Regions from separate parts of the Anas platyrhynchos genome. Here region 2 is linked to region 1. Evidence: chromatin contacts called from public Hi-C data. All regions are on one chromosome and are shown on one strand. Each heading gives the region's core, a stretch centred on a gene start, on an enhancer-like site or on the middle of the called end of the contact. The rest is flanking DNA. Distances are from core to core; before and after follow the strand shown. Region 1 overlaps UBAP2 (ubiquitin associated protein 2). Region 2 holds the start of UBAP2 (ubiquitin associated protein 2).

Region 1 (3,766 bases), core at 1,204-3,703:
GTAAAGTACGTGTGAGTTCCCCTCGTGCCTTCTGAAATGTCCTCTCTAGGGATCAAGTTTATGCAAAATAGTTACAGTGTAATGGGAGGGGGAAATAGGGTGGATTGTAAGGCTGTGTTTTCTGTGGATGGCATGTTAAAAGAAGTCTCTCTTCTAATGACAATCAAAACCTTCTGGACGGGTTGATTTGAAGCTGCAGATGACACAAATGGAAAGAACCTTAAAGCAAGCTACCTTTTATAGAATTGCTTCCTCATGTTTGTCACGATTTTTAAATTTGCCAGAGGGTTTGTTCCTTACAACTTCAGTTTTTCTGCTTTTGTTCTAGTAGAGATGAACCTTGTGCCAGATCTGTGTGTTAGTAGATTGGCACCAGACTGCAGATCTGATGCTCCTATAGAATGAGAAAAGAAGCCAAGCTTTTCAGTCTGCAGAAGCTTTTACTGAAATGCTAAAGCAGGCGATGATAAAGACAAATGTGTCAATAACCCTTTCTCTTCCTTACTATTAACTTTCTACTTTTAGCTTTCAGTAGAAAGCTTCCTGAAGTTTATTCAGAAACACTAGTAAAATTGAACTTATACATTCATTTCTAGTTCCATAAATTCTGTTTTTTAAACTAAACCCTCTGCATGTTTTGTTTTTTTTTTTACTCTTTGCATATTGTGTTAGACTGCTACTCTAATGTTAGATTTCTATTCTAAGAAGACTAGGTGTTTATCATACTCTGGCCTTCATGGATCTAGTTGATTAACAAAGAGGTTATGATCATTAATTTATCCTTTGAGAGGATGGAAATAAGTTGCAAAATTGTTTAAAAAAAAAAAGAAAAAAAGAAAAATTGTATTTACTCATGATTTTTTCTAATATAAATAGTGTAAATTCGACTGTTTCAGTTTAGTAAGTTTTAGATAACTGTGTAGGAGCTGATACTATCACGAAGGTGTTTGATATCTCATTTACCATTGTGGTAAATAACTTTTACTTTTTCCAGTGATCCTTTGAATACCTCTTTGCCAATATCCAATACAGTACAGGAGTCCACCTACACAACCTCTGCCATCACCTCTTCCAGCCTGACCTGCTCATCCCAGAGCACTAGCCCGGTAACAACAACTTCCTCCTATGAACAGACTTCTGTGCATAGTAGGATAGCGTACCAAAGCTCCATGGCTTCATCTGAACCACCCCCTGTTGCAGTTACGGTGAGTGAACTTCAGCAATAAGACCTAGAAAGAGGTAAAATGATCTTACCTGCTTTAGACTCGTATAACCCTGCTATGTCCATGCTTTCAACCAAGTTAAGTGGTTTTTGCAATTCGCAAGCCCACCCTGTTATTTATGCTTTCCTTTCCTATTGTGTAGCCATTTTGGGCTATCCTGTATTTGGGATGAGAGAGCCTCTGATTTTATGGGTCTTGACATCTTAAATGGCTGTCTGACCTTTTTTCTTAGTAACACTTAGTAACACAATATTTCAGTTGAGTTTCCTTCCCCGAAGCTTAGCTTTTATAAAAGGAACTCACTCTCTATATAAATATTAGTCATGGTATTTTGCCATAACTTGACAGCTTCTATCCAAACGCATATAATTCCTTAAATTTATAAGGAATCTATCAAATAGATCTAAAATGGTTTTTGGCCCCTCCAGCATTATTCTTTTGTTGGATTTAAACACCAATAGGAATTAGTATTGTTTCCTTTTAAAAGGGTAGGGTGAGATCTGATCTAGGATAGGTGATCTCTTGGGAGATATTTAAAAGCACCTACTCTTTGTACGTGGAAATTAGGTTTGTTTAAAGAGAATTTATTGAATGTTTAAGGAACTTGTGAGAGTTTGTAAGTTTATTTACTTCTGGCCTTTGTTATGTAATGGCTCAGTCACACTTGTCTTCTGCACTAGCTCGTATGTACTGGTGAGGATCAAGCATAGACTATCCACTTCTGTACTCCAGCGTTATCCAAAAAACAACTGGTGCTTCTCAAGTCTTATCTTTCAATGGAAAAAAATTGGCGTCTGTGTAACTTGGATAGTTAAAATTGTGAGTTGCATTAGATCAAAAGCACAACCATTTCCTATATGTTAATGCAATCCTTTCTTTCATATTGGTGTGAACCTGAAGTTTGTTATATACAGTACATGGGAAGGTCTCCTGATGATGGGTGTAGTATGGGCAGTGTATGGGATTCTGTATGTTCAGGACACCTTGCACTTGAGAACTTTATTATGTGGTTTTGTTAAAGGCAGTAAAAAGCTAATTTTCTTCCTTTTTTCTTTTTCAATTTAGAACAAATATAGAATTTTGCATGAAGCATGTTAAATGTGTGATTCATTTGGAAAATACAATATACTTCTGAGATGATTTATTCATTTCTCATTTGTTTACAGAATGGGCACAGTGGTGTTAGAACACAGGCAGCTCTTGACAGTAAGTTTACAAAGCTTGTATGTGTACAGGACTCTTTCTAATCTTTCATTATAACTTGGTATGCACATGATTGTAGCAATCACATCTGGTTTGAGGTTTTGTATAGTTCTGACTAATTGTTGGCTGATCAATGAGAGTTTATTTTGTACTTGCACAGGATGAACTGCTTGCTTATTGGAGAAAACTGAAATAGGGAAGCAGCTCTACCGAATCTAGATCCAGTGTGTGTAACGCTGAGCAGTCTTAAGCATTAGAAAAGCTGCTTTGCTTCTGCTTTTTTTCCTTTCTGGATTTCTCTACTGCAAATTATTTAACATACAATTCCTTATACATTCTTTCAGCTCTTGTTTGGAAAGTCGTAATTAGAATTTAGTGATAATGAAACAGTCACATTCTTCAAAAGCACCTCTTGCTGGTGTAGGGAATAAGGGTGACTAACATGCTCCCTCTGCTGGGTTGCTTGCTATCTTACAGTAGAGTAACAATAATACATTGTTGGCTCTGTTACTATTCTCTTCATCTTGGCCTTTTTTTTTTTTGTGTGTGTGGTACTTTACTTGTAGCACCCCAGTAGCTCCCTTACCAGAGTCAAAATAATTTATATCTAGTTTTCACTCTTCTTGACTTCTATATTCTGGTTTATGGAAGTTTCCAGCAGCTTGGATTAAAAGCTTTTGGAATTCGAACACTTCAGTTTTAACTCTATCTATCTTTTAAACATCTGAGGTATGTCAGCAGCAGGACAGCTTTTTTTTTTATATATATTTCTGAGTACCAAGAACCTGAGTATTCAGACCTAAGAACTGTTTTGTTAATGCCAAGTTCTGTCTAAGTGAGCATGAGGAAGGGTATATGCCTAAAGAGTTACTTAGTAAAGATTGTAATGTATAGAACAGCTTTTCAAATAGAAAATTTATTTACTCTTACGTATAGAATTCATAATTTTGGAAATTCACTATGGGATTGGTCTTTTTTCTATGAAAAACATCTGAGAATTTCTAATATTTTTAAATTATTGTTCAACGTTTTTATTAGTCCCTTTTTCAATGCTGGTTCCCTTTTACAACATTTTTGTTTTTCCTCTATCTCAGGTCCATAAACCAGAATCAGTCTTCTACTGTGTATCTATTTCATGTGTCCAAACTATTTTGAAGTTCTGTTTTTGTAAACATATGAAAGCACTGACTGTTTTCCTTCTGTATATGCCACTAATATCCTTAGTTGGTCATCTTTCATCTTTCCTACTGCTGCTCTTTAATGTCCAGGCTTTATCCTTCCTAAACATGAGGCTGTTCAGAAGATGCTTGGATTATAATTCTACCGTCCTATTTGTCTTG
Region 2 (3,612 bases), core at 105-2,604, 61 kb before region 1:
CTCCTCTGGACACGCTCCAGGCCCTCGAGGTCTTTCCTGTTGTGAGGGGCCCAAAGCTGAACACAGCACTCGAGGTGCGGCCTCACCAGAGCAGAGTACAGGGGGACGATCACCGCATCCAGCTGGGAACCAGAGTGCAGCGGGACGACAGGGTTGTTGTGACCAAAGGGCAGGAGCCAGCACTTAGCCACATTGAACGTCCTCCCACTGGCCTCTGCCCATCAATCCGACCTGTCCAGGTCCCTCTCAGGGCCTTCCTACCCTGTGGCAGATTGACGCTTCCCCCCAACTTGGTGTCATCTCCAAACTTACTGAGGGTACATGCAATTCCCTCGTCCAAATCATCCATAAAGATATTAAAGAGAATGGGTCCCAACACCGACCTCTGGGGAGCACCACTTGGGACTGGTTGCCAGCTGGATTTCACTCCATTTTTAACTTCACATAATACAGGTGCAATGTAATATAATAGAGGTTAAACTGTGTTTAACTGCAAATAATATCAGTGCAGAACTGGTTCCTATTTCTGCACTGTTTGAGCATTGCTCTCAGCAGGCATAGTAAGTGGCAGTAACAGAACCCTTTGATTTTCTGTTCATGAGGACAACTTGGGACACCAAATGGGTCTGCAGTGAATCCTCTGGGAGTGAAATAACTGGAGAAGGACCAGCAGGGCTCTGGAAAACCCTGAGCTTGTGTTGGTTTCAGGAATAGTATGAGGAATAGTGCAGCCAGCAAGACCAGGGAGGTGATCGTCCCGCTGTATTCTGCTCTGGTGAGGCTGCACCTTGAGTGCTGTGTTGTTTTGGGTTCCTTGCTACAAGAAGGACATTGAGAGCCTGGAGCACGTCCGGAGAAGGGCTGTGAAGCTGGTGAAGGGCCTGGAGCACAAGTCCTGTGAGGAGTGGATGAGGGAATGGGTATGTTCAGTCTGGAGAAGAGGAGGCTCGGGACAGAGCTTCTACAGCAACCTGAACGGAAGGTGTGCGGAGGTGGGGGTCAGCCTCTTCTCACAGATAACCAGTGATAGGACTAGAAGGAACGGCCTCAAGTTGTGCCAGGGGAGGCTCAGGTTGGCAATGAGGAGCCATTTCTGCTCAGAAAGAGCAGTCAGGCACTGGGACGGGTTGCCCAGGGAGGTGGTGGGGTCACCGTCCCTGGGGGTGTTGAAGGAGAGGTTGGACGCGGTGCTTGGGGACAGGGCTTGGTGGTGACACTGCTGCTAGGGGGCGCTTGGAGCAGGGACGCGTGAGGCGCCCCCCCCTCACTGCCCGTTACGGCCGTTAACGTTCCCCCCCCCGCGCTCCCCCCCCCTCCCTCTAGGAAGGGGGCGTGGCCACCCCTCCCCTTCCGCCGCGCGGGAGCAGGCGGTGCCCCGGTCACGTGCGGGGGAAGGGGCGGGGCTTCCCCTCGCCTTAGCTCACGTGGTGCCGGGGCGGGGAGGGGGGGCGAGGCGGAAGGGCCGGCGGATGGGCGCGCGCTGCTGGTGCGTGAGGGCCGCGGCGCGCGGGGACCGGGGGGGGGGGGATTTAAAAAAAAAAAAAGGGGAGGGGAGGGGGGGGGGGGAGGCGCGCGTGCGGCGTCACGTGACGAGGACGGGGGGGGGGAGAGAGCGAGAGAGAGGCGCGCGCGTGGAGGCGAGGTCACGTGACGGCGGTGGGCGCTGCTGCTTTGTGAGCACATTGGGCAGGTACCGGGGGGGGGCAGCGCGCGCCAACTCCCCCCCTCCCTCCCCCCCCCCCCCCTCCTCCTCCTCCTCCTCCACCCCCCCCCCCCTCCCTCCCCTCCCGCTCCCCCCTCCCCTCACGTAACCGCCGCGCGGTTCGGTAACGTCCGGCGCCGCTCGGTAACGCTCGGGCCCGGCTCTGAGGGGGGCTCAGCAGGGGGAGCCCCCCCCCCCTCCCCTCCTTCCCCCCCCCTCTTCCCCAAACCCAACCCAACCCCGCTCCATTTTGTGGGGGTCTCTCTGCCGGGGGTCTCCTCGGGGTTTGGGGTGGCGGGGTGAGGTGTCCCCCATCGCCCCGGGGGCTGTGTGTGTGTGGGGGGGGAGCCGGGAGCAGGAGCTGAGGCAGGGCCCGTGTGGTGGTGGTGGGGGTGTGGGGGGGTGCACAGGGCCCGGTGCTCCCGGCCGGAGCCGGTGGTGACCGCAGGGAGCAAACCACCACCAGGAGGTCGAGGTGATTTTATTTTATTTTATTTATTTTATTTATTATTTATTTATTTATTTATTTTTTTCCAAGGGCAGAAATCGGAGCTGGATGCGAGGGAGGTGAGGTGGGGGGGGGTATGGGGGGGTTGAGGTTGGGAGGATGTGCAGGCCCGGAGGAGTTGCACTTTCCGCTGAAATGGAGCCCTGCACGGCGAGCGGCAGCAGCTCGGCCCCTTTTCGTTTATTTATTTATCTATCTATTTATTTATTTATTTATTTTTCATATTTATTTACCAGCCCCCCCCCACTCCTTCCTTCAGCGGTTCCCGCAGTTGTACCGCGTTCTCCGGAGGAATCTGGGGTTCAGGATTCCTACCTGACTGACTCAGTATTTGTGCCTCAGCCTGAGCTCTCTGATGGTGGTGGTTTGACCCAACTTGTTTAAGGAATTTTATTTTTAACCTTACCCTAGGTAACTTTGGAGCAAGGGAGGCTCAGTCAGCTTGCAGCGTTAATGATGTTTTGGGACTCATGGAGGGTTACACGGAGGAACTGGATTAACTGGTGTAAACTGATGTTGATGTGTAGTCTGGAAAATGGGCGAGCTTTTGGGAACTTCAAGGAGGGAGGGAGGAGTGGGAATTGGGCAAGCTCTGTTCTCCTTTATTTTAGCTTCACTTTTATCAGCCTATTGATTACAAAATTCTTTAATAAAAACAAAACCAGAGAAATGCAGGAATGTAGGCAGTTTCACTTGCATTGTTTTGGCCGGGCTTCGAAAAAGCTCCTGGTGCCATGAGTTGCAAAAGTATTTGACTGTTCCAGATTGGAGTTTGATTTACTGCTACAACCTAGAGGGAAGCTAAGAAAAATCCCATCAGCAAAATCTTGCCATTTACTAGAATCTACTGTTTCTTGGTTTTATTTTTTTTAGTTCTCCTTTTTTTTTTTGGAGTTGTAGAAGTAATTCTTGATGTTTTCTATTTCTTTCATGGACTTTTACATGATGTTTTCCTCATTAAATACTGTTTTTGCTCTGTTTTATTTTTGTTGCTGGTGTCCCCCTAGTGATAGTGATCACAGCAGAATAATATGCCGATTAATAGTGCTTCAGAAGTGTACATATCATGGCATATTAGTCTGCATATATGCCATATATGGCAATAGTCTGGTAATTATTAGTGTTTCTAGTAGTATTTACTTACAGTTTTGGTACTGCTTAATACCAATAGGTTCTTTTTCTTACTCTTTGACAAATATATACCTTTTATTTATCTTTTTATCTTTGATCTTGTTTGATAAAAGCACAGGAGCAGGACTCTGAAAAAGTGTGTCCTGCTTTCAGATTTGCAGCAGCCTCATATGACCTTGGTAAAAGAGAAGCCCAGTGACTTGTCCTCCTCATTAGATGACAGATGAAAAGAAACTTGGTGTTATATTTGTATGCTTCAAAACTAGTGAAT

Evidence for each region. Hi-C and Micro-C count contacts between places; a contact is called where the count stands out from the background.
Region 2: a Hi-C map of skeletal muscle shows a contact between it and region 1, with 5 times the contacts expected there. The contact joins the promoter of UBAP2 here to the enhancer-like site in region 1. A contact is called at or near these places in 3 of 8 Hi-C or Micro-C datasets (liver, skeletal muscle and subcutaneous adipose tissue).

Annotation. Positions count from the first base shown.
Region 1 is chrZ:8,854,483-8,858,248 of IASCAAS_PekinDuck_T2T, reverse strand. It overlaps UBAP2 (ubiquitin associated protein 2), which reads left to right. Exons shown (of 29, transcript XM_072030794.1): 14 at 1-5; 15 at 995-1,205; 16 at 2,390-2,429. Among named protein-coding and RNA genes, the nearest start is that of UBAP2, 60 kb to the left of the region's middle. Within about 2 kb of position 2,453, at least 1 of the 8 cell types and tissues checked has an H3K27ac peak or open chromatin away from gene starts, as enhancers often do.
Region 2 is chrZ:8,914,258-8,917,869 of IASCAAS_PekinDuck_T2T, reverse strand. It overlaps UBAP2 (ubiquitin associated protein 2), which reads left to right and starts at 1,354. Exons shown (of 29, transcript XM_072030794.1): 1 at 1,354-1,486.